Regions from separate parts of the Zea mays genome. Here region 1 is linked to region 2. A link is a contact called in public Hi-C data. All regions are on one chromosome and are shown on one strand. The core of a region is the stretch at or near the end of the contact, and the rest is flanking DNA. Distances in the headings are between cores, read along the strand shown. Region 1 holds the start of LOC103632841 (mitochondrial phosphate carrier protein 3, mitochondrial). Region 2 holds the start of LOC100502116.

Region 1 (5,455 bases), core at 1,004-3,503, 150 kb before region 2:
ATGACAGCTAAACAAATATGTTCACATCATGTAAATGCTCACATAAGGGCAAGCTTGTGATATTAATTTCCATCAAAACGAGAACAGTTGAAATACACACATTGAAGTGGTTCAAGGCTAAACACAACTTTCCTAATTCATCTTTCGACACAAACACCTTTTCCCCAAAAAAGACAATATATATTTGATTGAAGCCATGTTGCAACATATATACATATATAGTTCGATATGAATACATTTATATTGGAGGAACACAATTTATATTGGAGGAACACAATCCAGTACGAACCCAAATAAATTTCACCCAAAAATGATTTATCAACTTTGTGACTAGTAACTTATAGTCTTCTACATGTCGTATTATATACTCGTAGCATACAGTAATAACTTATCTTATTCAAAACAAAATCACCAGCTTGAGACAATATTTTCTGGTGGGGGTGAGGGTCTGTTACAGTCACCAGTATACGCTATGGACGGAAGCATGCATACTCTCTGTCAAACTTTAGAACTTCAGGCAGAGGCTTTTAGCTCTCCGAGTCCTTCCATTGGGACAGTAGCAGGAGCAGGCGCTCCGCCAGTCGTTGGCCTGCAGAATTACCAGTTGTTTTAGCCCTCTTAACAAGACAGATTAGCCTAATAATCACGGTCGCACACAGGATCACATATATAATACTTACAGTCCAATCATAACTTTGAAGGAATCATAGATCACCCACTGAGCGCCAGTCAGGGTGCCGACCATCAGGATGCGAAGAGGGAGGCCACGAGTGAAGAGGCCCAACAGGCCAAGGTTCTTGACAGCCTGATGCATAGATAAATAAACAGAGTACGATGATTATACTGATTGCATATAGAGGCAAGTTGAGTCGGGATGATCATCTGTGTTCTGCAAAGTGCAGTGGCGGACTTACATCTCCAACTGTGGCTCCCTTGGCGTTGTTCAGGAACGACACCAAGTTGTCTGCAGGGTGCGAGACGGCGGCGCAGAAAACTCCGGCGACGTAGCCGCTCCCGAAGCTTACCCCGAGCTGGAGAGGCTTGCTGCACTGATCCTTCGGCGTGGGGATGAGGTGCTTGTAGGTCATCTCCACGATGTTCTCGTACGTCGCGAACTTCATCATGGTGTCTGCACAGCACAGAGGTCGGGGAACGGAAGTTCAGCTTGGAAACTAATGCATGTGCTGCAAATTATGAATGGCATTTGAGAGAGAGAAAAAAAATGCGTGCTTACAAGGAATCTGTCGCCCCCAAAGAGGAACCAGTCCTCTGAATAGCCTGCAGTTCAGAAACACCATCGTTCAGATACAGCATGCACAAAACAACAGATAGTTGAGCAGCTGATGCCCTATATACACGTACCCTGCGTAGCCCTCGGCCCTGACGATCTTGGGGAAGCCGTCGCTGAGTCCCCTGGCGAAGCCGGGCTGCGTCTGCACCCGGACCTTGACGGCCTCCATGGGGCAGAGCGCGACGTCGGCGAAAACCTCCGCGGTGGCCGAGCCCGCCAGGTAGATGAGGGTCTTGTACCTGGCGGCGTGCTCGGGGCCGGCCATGTCGGCGTACGTCTTCTTGAAGAACTCGTAGAGGCCGTACTTGAACGCACCCTGAGCGCTGTAGCCCACGAACGTCGGCGCCCACCCCCTGTAGAAGCCCCGGAGGCCCTGCTCCCTCATCACCACGCTGAACGCCGACGAGGTGTTCTTGTACTTGGCGGGGTCGATCTGCGACGACCGAGATATCATGTGGCGTTTGTTAGAACACTGGTGTGATCGAAACCGGGGTCCCGGAATTTGGCAGTAGTCGGACGGGCAAAGAAAGCGATGGTTCCCGTGAACTCAGGCACTGCACGCACCTGGATATTGCACTTGATGACGTCGAGCGGCGTGACGGCGGCGTGCGTGAACCCGCAGGCCGCGGCGCCTCCCAAGGCGCCCGCTGCGTAGTATGCGGGCGAGAACATCTCGATCTTGCCGAGCGGCTCGCTCGGGGCGCCCGCCACCACCGGAGGCGCCTCCCTGCTGCCGTTGACGCCGGACGACGCCGCGTAGAGGAAACTGGGGAGCAGCGGCTGGCGCGGCGCCATCGTCCCGGGCGGCACAGCACGCTGGTTTCAGGAGAGTCTAACACGCGAACGTGTGAGTGTGACTTCCCCGGTCAGTTGGAGAGGCTGCCTCCCCGTCCGTTTTATACGAGCAGTCGGGGGCAAGGCCGGCGAGGATGATGCGTGTGGCCTGTGGAGTTGAAGACCTACTTTCCTCGAAGGCAGCAGGAACGGGTCAGTGGTCACAGTCACATGTTCAATTTGTATAAACTCACCACGTGTACCTGCTCCGCTGTCACTTACATGTTCAATTTGTATAAGCTCTCTAGATCTTCTTTTCTTTGATTGGCACGGGATCAACGCTCTAGAATCTCGCGAAGCATAAAGCCGCCGTGTTTGATTGTGTGTCTGACTACTTCCTTCGAAGCTGCACTTGTGGATCTCTAGGTTCTGGCTAGCCGTCGCTCACATAAGAGCAAGTATAATAATCCGCTATAATGTTACTTTTAGTGCATAGAAAATAAAAGCAAATATAATAATCAGTTATAAGGTTGTCTTTAGTGCATAGAAAATAGAGGATTTACATGGTAGATGACATTGTTTGTATAGTAAAGTTTGAAATAAGAGATAGACAGATGATAAGATAGTGGAGCTGCTAGGGATGTTCTAAGCTGGCTAAATGCAGAGCTAAATGCAGAGGTGGATGAGAGAGAATAAAAAGGAGAGTAAAAGCGGGCTACAAACTTACACCCAGTTTTGCCACAGAACCAAGAAATTATGTGAGAGACAAGGCATGTATTAATATTGAGCATCTAACTACTATATGAACGGGCTGAAAGATTGGCTACAAAGATTCTTATTGTCAGCAGTTAACTACATTATTAAACTTACTCAATGAACTGAGCTCATTCCTTCCGTTAAATGTGTGTTTGTTGTCAAACTGTCCTAAGTGCTTGTTTGGGAGCAAGAATAACGGGCGACTTGAAAGGGCTAAATTCACCTTGTTATTCAAGAGATTTTGGCTCCTTCAAGTCCCTCCGTTGTTCTTGCTCCCAAACAAACTCTAAAGATTCTTTTAGCGTGAATAAAATAAAGACTCAAACTCTCTTGAAATTTGTCCACTGGTCATGTCAAAATTCTTGGCCTAGCTCAACTAGACAGGAGGGAATGACAACCTGACAACCAGGGAATACAAAACCGCCAAAAAGCCGGAGTTTCCCACTAGGTTTCTCGTTCACGGCCATATTTCTCGACCGATTTTCTAAAATTTTGTTCAAAATTTTAAAAAATAAAAAAACATAAAAATTGTTATAAAATCACTATTTTCTTAGTATTCTTATACATCTTATATTTAATTTTTATATTTTTAAAAATATCAATCATTATTTTTCAGTAAAAATAGTGAATTTCACCAAAAATATGGTTTCTCGACGGGTTTTCACCGAAATTCGTTTCTCAAATTTGAAAATATGTGCACCGAAAAGTTAATGAAAAATGGTTTCTTGGTGCTAATTGGTGGTTACCCGACCAAGAAATGCAAACCCGATGGTTTAAATTAAAATTTTCAAATCGCTCGGAATTTGGCGAAATTCGGCGGTTTCTCATCGGTTCCCCATTCTTGGGTGTGGGTGGTCAATCAACATGAAACGAGATTGTAAACCTTGCTGACAATTGAATGGAAGAAGTACATACTCCAACTGGTGCACTAGCATGCTCCCTCTGACCATGCTGTCGACGGCACCCCCGTTGAGCATTCACACCATGATTACACTGCTAATAGGATATAAACATCTTGCACCCGAGCGGATTTGAGTTAAAATTAGCTACTTAGGAAATGTTTGGTTCAGTTATAGATTCTTGAAATTTAATTCTAAATGTAAGATGCTGATTTTTTGTATTTTAGCCTCTTTTGGGTTTTATTTTCACAAATACGTCCTTTGCAGTTTCTTTTCAAAAAATGGACCCCTAGCTCGGCGCCATCACTATTGGCGGCGAGCTACAACGTGTCGGTGCCAATTACACATCGTTAAATATTTAACAAAAAAACAGTTAGTCCGCACTTAGGTCGGATGCAAATATGATTCCAACTCACCCTATAGAAGGCACCCGGTGTAAGGATGCCTAGGCCACGGAGTCCAAGGTGCTCAACAAGGTTGTCCACACAAACATGCTCGTCCTCCATGTACGATTTGGGTCCAATATCCGAAATTCCCCGACCTGAACACAAGCAACAAGCTTGGACAGAAGTATGCGATAGGAGAGATCAAGTTGAGCATCCCCGAATCTAGCCCCTGCACAAGTATAGAGAACAATCATCAAATTTGTGTTAGGGAAAATGGCTTGGGCAGCATCGAGCTTGCTTAGGAATTCGGCGGAGGCAGCGACGATGTGAGCGCTATTGGCACAGTGGCGGATGGACCTGAGGTGGTGGTGTGGCGGCTTGTCGCCCACGGGCGTGCTACCCCCGCTCCTGCTGCTGCTACCCGACGAGCTCTATAGTTGCGTCCCTCCGCTCATGGCTCAGTTGGTGTTAGTGAACAGGGAGAGCATAGGAAACGAAAGCACCGTAGCCACCAGCAAATCTATGGGGGCATGGAACGACGCAGAGCGAGAAGAGAGGGACCGGGAGGTAAAAAGCGCCTTTTATAGGGTTCATGGTAGACTCCCACGTCGTATGCGGAGGGTTCTCGCATCCGTTGGGAGATCATGGGGCGTCAGAGCCCGATGAGTTTGGAGTAGACTCCGCGTTGTGCGCAGAGGGTTCGTGCAGCCGTTGGTAAACAATAAGCCCGACCGACGAGGCACCAGGGATGCCACACGACTGAGCGAAGCCTGTTGTGTGCATGCGTGCTACGGGTAGATGAAAAAGAGAACCACAGATTAGATTAAAAAAATATGTGGATGTTTTTGTAAAAAGATGACACAGGACGACAATCGAAAATAATGCTTTAATATAGTAAAGAATTACAGGGACTTTAGTCAGTTTTATCTCCTCCTTGAGAGCTAAATGAGCTAAAACATTTTAGTCACTTTTAGCACTTTGTGTTTAGAAGTTTAGCCCCTAAACTGACTAAATTTTAGTCACTTTATTTTAGTTCGTGTGGCTCCAAACATGCCATATATTTAGGGAGAATCCATAAAACAACACTAGTTTGAGAAGACGTTCAGGAAATAACATCCGTTTTCAAGCAATTAGTAGAGCAGCACCGGTTTCACCAAATTAATTTAGAAAACAACACCCCATCTATATTTTGCATTTTTTATTACTTACACCACATATAAATAGACCAAATTACCCCTATTCATTTCACAACCCATTTTTATCTCATCTGCCCATAAGAAAAACATAAATAGATAAAACATACAAGCTCTATTTTTTAGTGTTAAACATACAAATAGGCACATATTTTT
Region 2 (4,904 bases), core at 352-2,851:
CTTCCGTAGGGTAAACCGTAGCTACGAGCTTTAAAAGGCTAAAATAATTTGATCGAGCAGGGCTGAAATCACGCTGCAAATAAAGGTATGATGAACCAAATACTTTCTCCTCATCATCTTCATCCTCATCGGCATCAGATTCATCAAATATCATCTACCCAACCCCGCTACTGATGAAGTCTCGAGAGCTACTACCACTAGAGAAGCCTTCTGTCCACTCCTTTAAGTTCGGCTTCACAACCTCCAGGCTCCCTGCACCATTAAATTCATCGTTTGATTCTAGAGCCAATATTTGAGAGAGAATACCGCCAGCTCTAGTAGCATCAACATTTTCAGCCTCTGTGCCAACATCTTCCACTTTACTAACAGCAACCTGATCTTCAACGTTCTGCTCCTTCTCCAGGCTATCCTCTAGCACACTGCCAGCACTAGCAGGAAGAAGCTCATCCATACTTCCACCATTCTTAACTACCACAGTTGCCTCACTTGGTGGGTCAGGCCTACTAGCTTTAACTTCAACATGATCATCCTTGCTAGCCGATTCTTCTAAATCTTCTCCACCTCGAGCAAGCCGCTTCAATAAACCTTCATGCATGTGAGTTTCAGAATGCATCTCCTCATCCCATACCACTTTTAGGCCCACTTCACTGAACACCAAGGAATCTGAATCTTCAGGGAACAGGACAACCACAGTCTCGCTGCTGTTGTGAGGCATTTCATCGAACACCAAAGGGGGCCATACCTCCAACACCCGATGCAGCAAGCCCACACTGACATCCTCGTTCACTAGGCCGTGGATCCAACCAACCCTGTTCCTCAGGCCACATCTCCATATCCCTAGCCTTGGTTTCCTTCATTTGGCGTGCCAACACAGTCCATTCTGTTGCCACCTCTGTTGCTAACCTCGACTGAATCGGGATTGTTTACTGGACGTCATCCACCACTTCCAACTTCTGAATCAAACGATTCAACCGGTTCATCACCCTATCCCAATGCCCTGCATCCTCCTTCCTCCACTCTTCCATCGCGAACAGAATGAATCGAGTTGGTTGTTTGTACCTCGCACACCTCCCGTCAAGGACCGTCCCGGTCCTGTTCCGATCCCGACGGCAGGAGGAGTTCCGTGTCGAGAAGCACAACTGCGTCATGGGATGATGTCGACACCGAGGTAGACGAGTAAGCTAGGTCGCTGGAACGGAATCGCCGCCAAAGAGGACGCGACCCTCACGCGCCCCGCCGAGGATCGGAGAGCCTCTGATACCACTTGTCACGTTCGTCGTTCCCCTTGGCCGTTGGTGAGCAACCACGGCGTGAGGTCTGGCCTGCCGATGAGAAGACAACGCTCAACTCTAGGTAAATGGCAAGGTATATTCTCTATTTCAATTTTCATCCCTTGTTCAATACAGCACGACACAGTAGCCTTTATAGACGTCAAAATAAGCTGGCCCCATTTCCACGGCACACTCACACAAGCCTCCACGGCCCACACGCGAACGCGGTTCATACAAATCAACGCTATGCACGCCACACACACCCGCGTCCAGGTATCGGCCATGAGTCCATGACACACTCCTGCTCGCGGTGGGGGTGCTCATCCCGGCGCTGTTCCTGCTCGTGCCCTCGCGCCAGGAGGGGTACATCTCAGACGACCACGACGTGTTCGCTGGTATTTTCTCGGACTCTTGCGACTTATGTTGTGATAGCCGTTGGTGCGAGGGTTTGGGGATTCGTGGGTTTAGTTGGGGCAGCTCGGAAGTTGTGGTTTCAGTTTTAGTTGTAGTGGGGAGGCGGATCGATATGATCGATTGGCAGATTACCGCTTACGAGATGGCAGCATGGATGCTGGATTCTTCGATTCCACCTCCGTTGAGCTAGGATGATTTCATAGTCAATTTGGTCGTGTCATGCTCAGGGCGCAATTGTCAGGGAGTGTGCCTTGGTTAGTTCTGTGCTCATCCATATTGTACTTTTAAAGTTCTGAATTATGCTGAAGCATGGGATCACCGAGAAATTTTAATTTTTGGGGCTTCAAACAATACGCTTCACGCTTTTACCACTCGTAACATTGACTTTATAAAATAGGACTTAAATCATTAAAACATGTCACACTTGATTTCAATGTCATTTTTCATTTTTGTCATTTTTGCTCTTCTGTGTGTACGTACAGATGTAAAAGATATAGATGCAAAAGGCAGAAGGGCGCAGAAGGATAAAAAAAGTCTAAGATGACATTGAAATCAAGTGTGGTGTGTTTTGAGTCTTATTTTCTGAAGTCGATGTTACAAATGTGAATTGTTTGGAGTCTAAAAAATTCAAATTTCTCCTTTTTGGGTAGAAGGTGGCTTTTAGAATCCGTATGATTTTGAACTAGGTCCCAAATTTCAGAAATTCTCTCACTCGATGTCTCTGAAAATGTTAGACCCTGATGGTTGGATCAAGTTATTACATATGAAGACCTTCCTGTCTATGTATGTAGCATGTAACATATGTTTTCTGGTGCTGCAGTATATAATTTTTTAGGGTAGTGTTCGTCCTCTTAGATGCATTATTTTTTGTGCTCTCTCCAGTCATGAAAACATGTCATTTAGGGCAAGGTTTGATCAAACTAAACTCTAAACATCAATAACTTTCACATTATTTAGTTTGGAAATATCTAAGTTATATATGTACATTTGTATACAAAATACTTGCAAAACTCTTAAAATTTAAGGATTTTAAGAATGTGTTCTAGAAGAAATTAGCGATCAAAGATACACATCATAGGACATGGAAAGTCAAATGTGACAGTATTTTGGACTGGAGGGAGTATAACAGCAGTTTTGGATTGTACTTTGTAAGATCCATATTTTAATTTACTTTATTCAAAACTAGGTCCCAAATGTTATGATATGCTTAGATGTAGATGTATATACATGATGAGTGGATATTGACAAACATGTCTGCTTCAGCACAACATTATTATTAGATTCAAGAAACATAGGATATTAAGCACGCCTATTAAATTTCCAGCCCCTCTAAATTCAAGAGATTTTAGATGATAGGATAACAGGATTCCAAATATTTCTAGCCAAATCTAATATTAGAATCCCTGTTTCAACGTCGTCACCTAGGCGTCCAGGCAGACCCAGTACTCGCCTGGATGCTTAGTCCGTTAGTCGCCTTTGAAACCATGATCAAAATGTATTTTAAGGTTCTTTGTTGAATTATTGATATATAGTATATTTAATGTGTTTACAATTTTGGGACACTGGATCCCAATTCCCAACAACCCCTTGTTCCTGTCCTCTATTGTTTACATTTTTCCATTCCTACTGGGTGCTGACTGCGGAGGCCTGAGTTAAGCCCCTCCTTCAATCTTGAATGAAAGGGCTGCTTTTGTTTTAAACCTGTGTGTCTTATATTCTTACTACTCGTAATTGTTTGAACTACTGATCCAGTCCTTTTTTTGCTGGCACTGTTAATATAATCAAGTCAATGCTTATATCCTATTTATGTTCCCATCAGCAGAAACCCACAATTAATTTTCTTAGGAAGCTCATTATTTTATTCATGGAGAATTCATCATGTTTGTTGCTGTCTTGCTGAGATGTTTATTTACCTCCTAGCTCACTGTCTCGGTAGATAATGCAATCAAACATTTCATTTATCTTTTGTGACTACAAAATATTCACTAGAACCTGTGTGTGCCTTTGTTTTTTAAAAAAATTGCTATTATATGTTTTTGTACTTTTAGGGTATTGCCCTTTTTAACACTTACAGTCACATGTTGATGAGGCATCATGATGTCTGTTGATAAAGATCATCTCCTCTGTTTCAGCTGAAATCAAAGTTGGTTTCACTTTGGAAAAGCCAGTGTCATTCCTTACTTCTCACATAGACAAACTAGGGAATGCCATATTTGAAGAGATTGGTGTACCTAATAGCAAGGTGCCTATTCCCTGTTGTCTTTCCTATTTTTTCCCTCAAATTTCTTTTGCCTGAAGTGTTTGCTGCTTATAATATGTTTTTTTGCAGGTATCATCGTTTCAATGCACCCATTAGCTTTTAAATACTCCACACATGTTGTTTTTGGTGTTCTTCCTTATCCAAAAGATGCTTCAATAAGTTTGCCAGCTCTAAGTGTGTTGAGATCATCCTTAATAGAGATGATTCTCCAGCAAGTGAACCTATCCTTGACACCACTTTTTGGGCATCCATGTTGTTTCGAGCTGTTGAGATTTCCTGGAGGAGTTACAGTCATTCCTGCAGTGTCTGGTTTTACATGGGCAAACACAGACCCCCTATTCGACTTTGTGTTGAACAACTCCATTTTATCAGATTTTGGGTAATCTTACAGAGCTCAAGGATCAGCTGAAACTTGGATTGAACTTAAGGTCATATGAGGTATTAATGGTTTTGTTTCTTCTACTGAGGTTGCAGTGACATATTTAAAGTGCTCCGTTAGCTCCAATTCAATTCTCACTAATTGCCGTATTTGCAGAAAATATATTTGCAATTCAGGAATTGTCATGGACCTTCGGTCCATGGGGATAGTTGTCTTCTCCGGCGAGGTTATACCCCTCTGCCGTAGGCTTGGTTCTAGGGTAGCAGCCCTAGGCGCTTGAGAGGGTCATTGCAAGAGAGAGAGATTGGTTTGATAATGATCTTGCTTGATTTATTCTCTGCTGCCATGCGGCTTATAAATAGCCCTATAGCTAACCAACTTCTACAAACTCTCAACTAACTCCTACTTTCTTGGACTTATCTGCTGCTAACTCTCCACAATTCTCTCATCTCAATCTTATTCTCTAGCCTTATCCCAGCTCATCTCAATCTTATTCTCTAGCCTTATCCCAGTCTGGTTGTTGCCTCTCGCTCTCTATGATGCCCATGACATCTCCCCCTCCCTTGAGGACCAGCTCGTC

What was found. A called contact is a pair of places that touch in the nucleus more often than the background predicts.
Region 1: a contact with region 2 is called in a Hi-C map of leaf, with 6 times the contacts expected there. The contact joins the promoter of LOC103632841 here to the promoter of LOC100502116 in region 2. A contact is called at or near these places in 3 of 25 Hi-C or Micro-C datasets (all in leaf).

What each region holds. Positions count from the first base shown.
Region 1 is chr7:130,543,007-130,548,461 of Zm-B73-REFERENCE-NAM-5.0, reverse strand. LOC103632841 (mitochondrial phosphate carrier protein 3, mitochondrial) reads right to left here and starts at 2,253. Exons shown (of 6, transcript XM_020541346.3): 1 at 1,856-2,253; 2 at 1,363-1,724; 3 at 1,235-1,278; 4 at 915-1,129; 5 at 681-805; 6 at 159-589. The coding sequence starts at 2,086. The coding sequence ends at 514.
Region 2 is chr7:130,395,281-130,400,184 of Zm-B73-REFERENCE-NAM-5.0, reverse strand. It overlaps LOC100502116, which reads left to right and starts at 1,601. Exons shown (of 3, transcript NM_001196619.1): 1 at 1,601-1,666; 2 at 3,818-3,927; 3 at 4,015-4,406. The coding sequence starts at 4,029. The coding sequence ends at 4,328.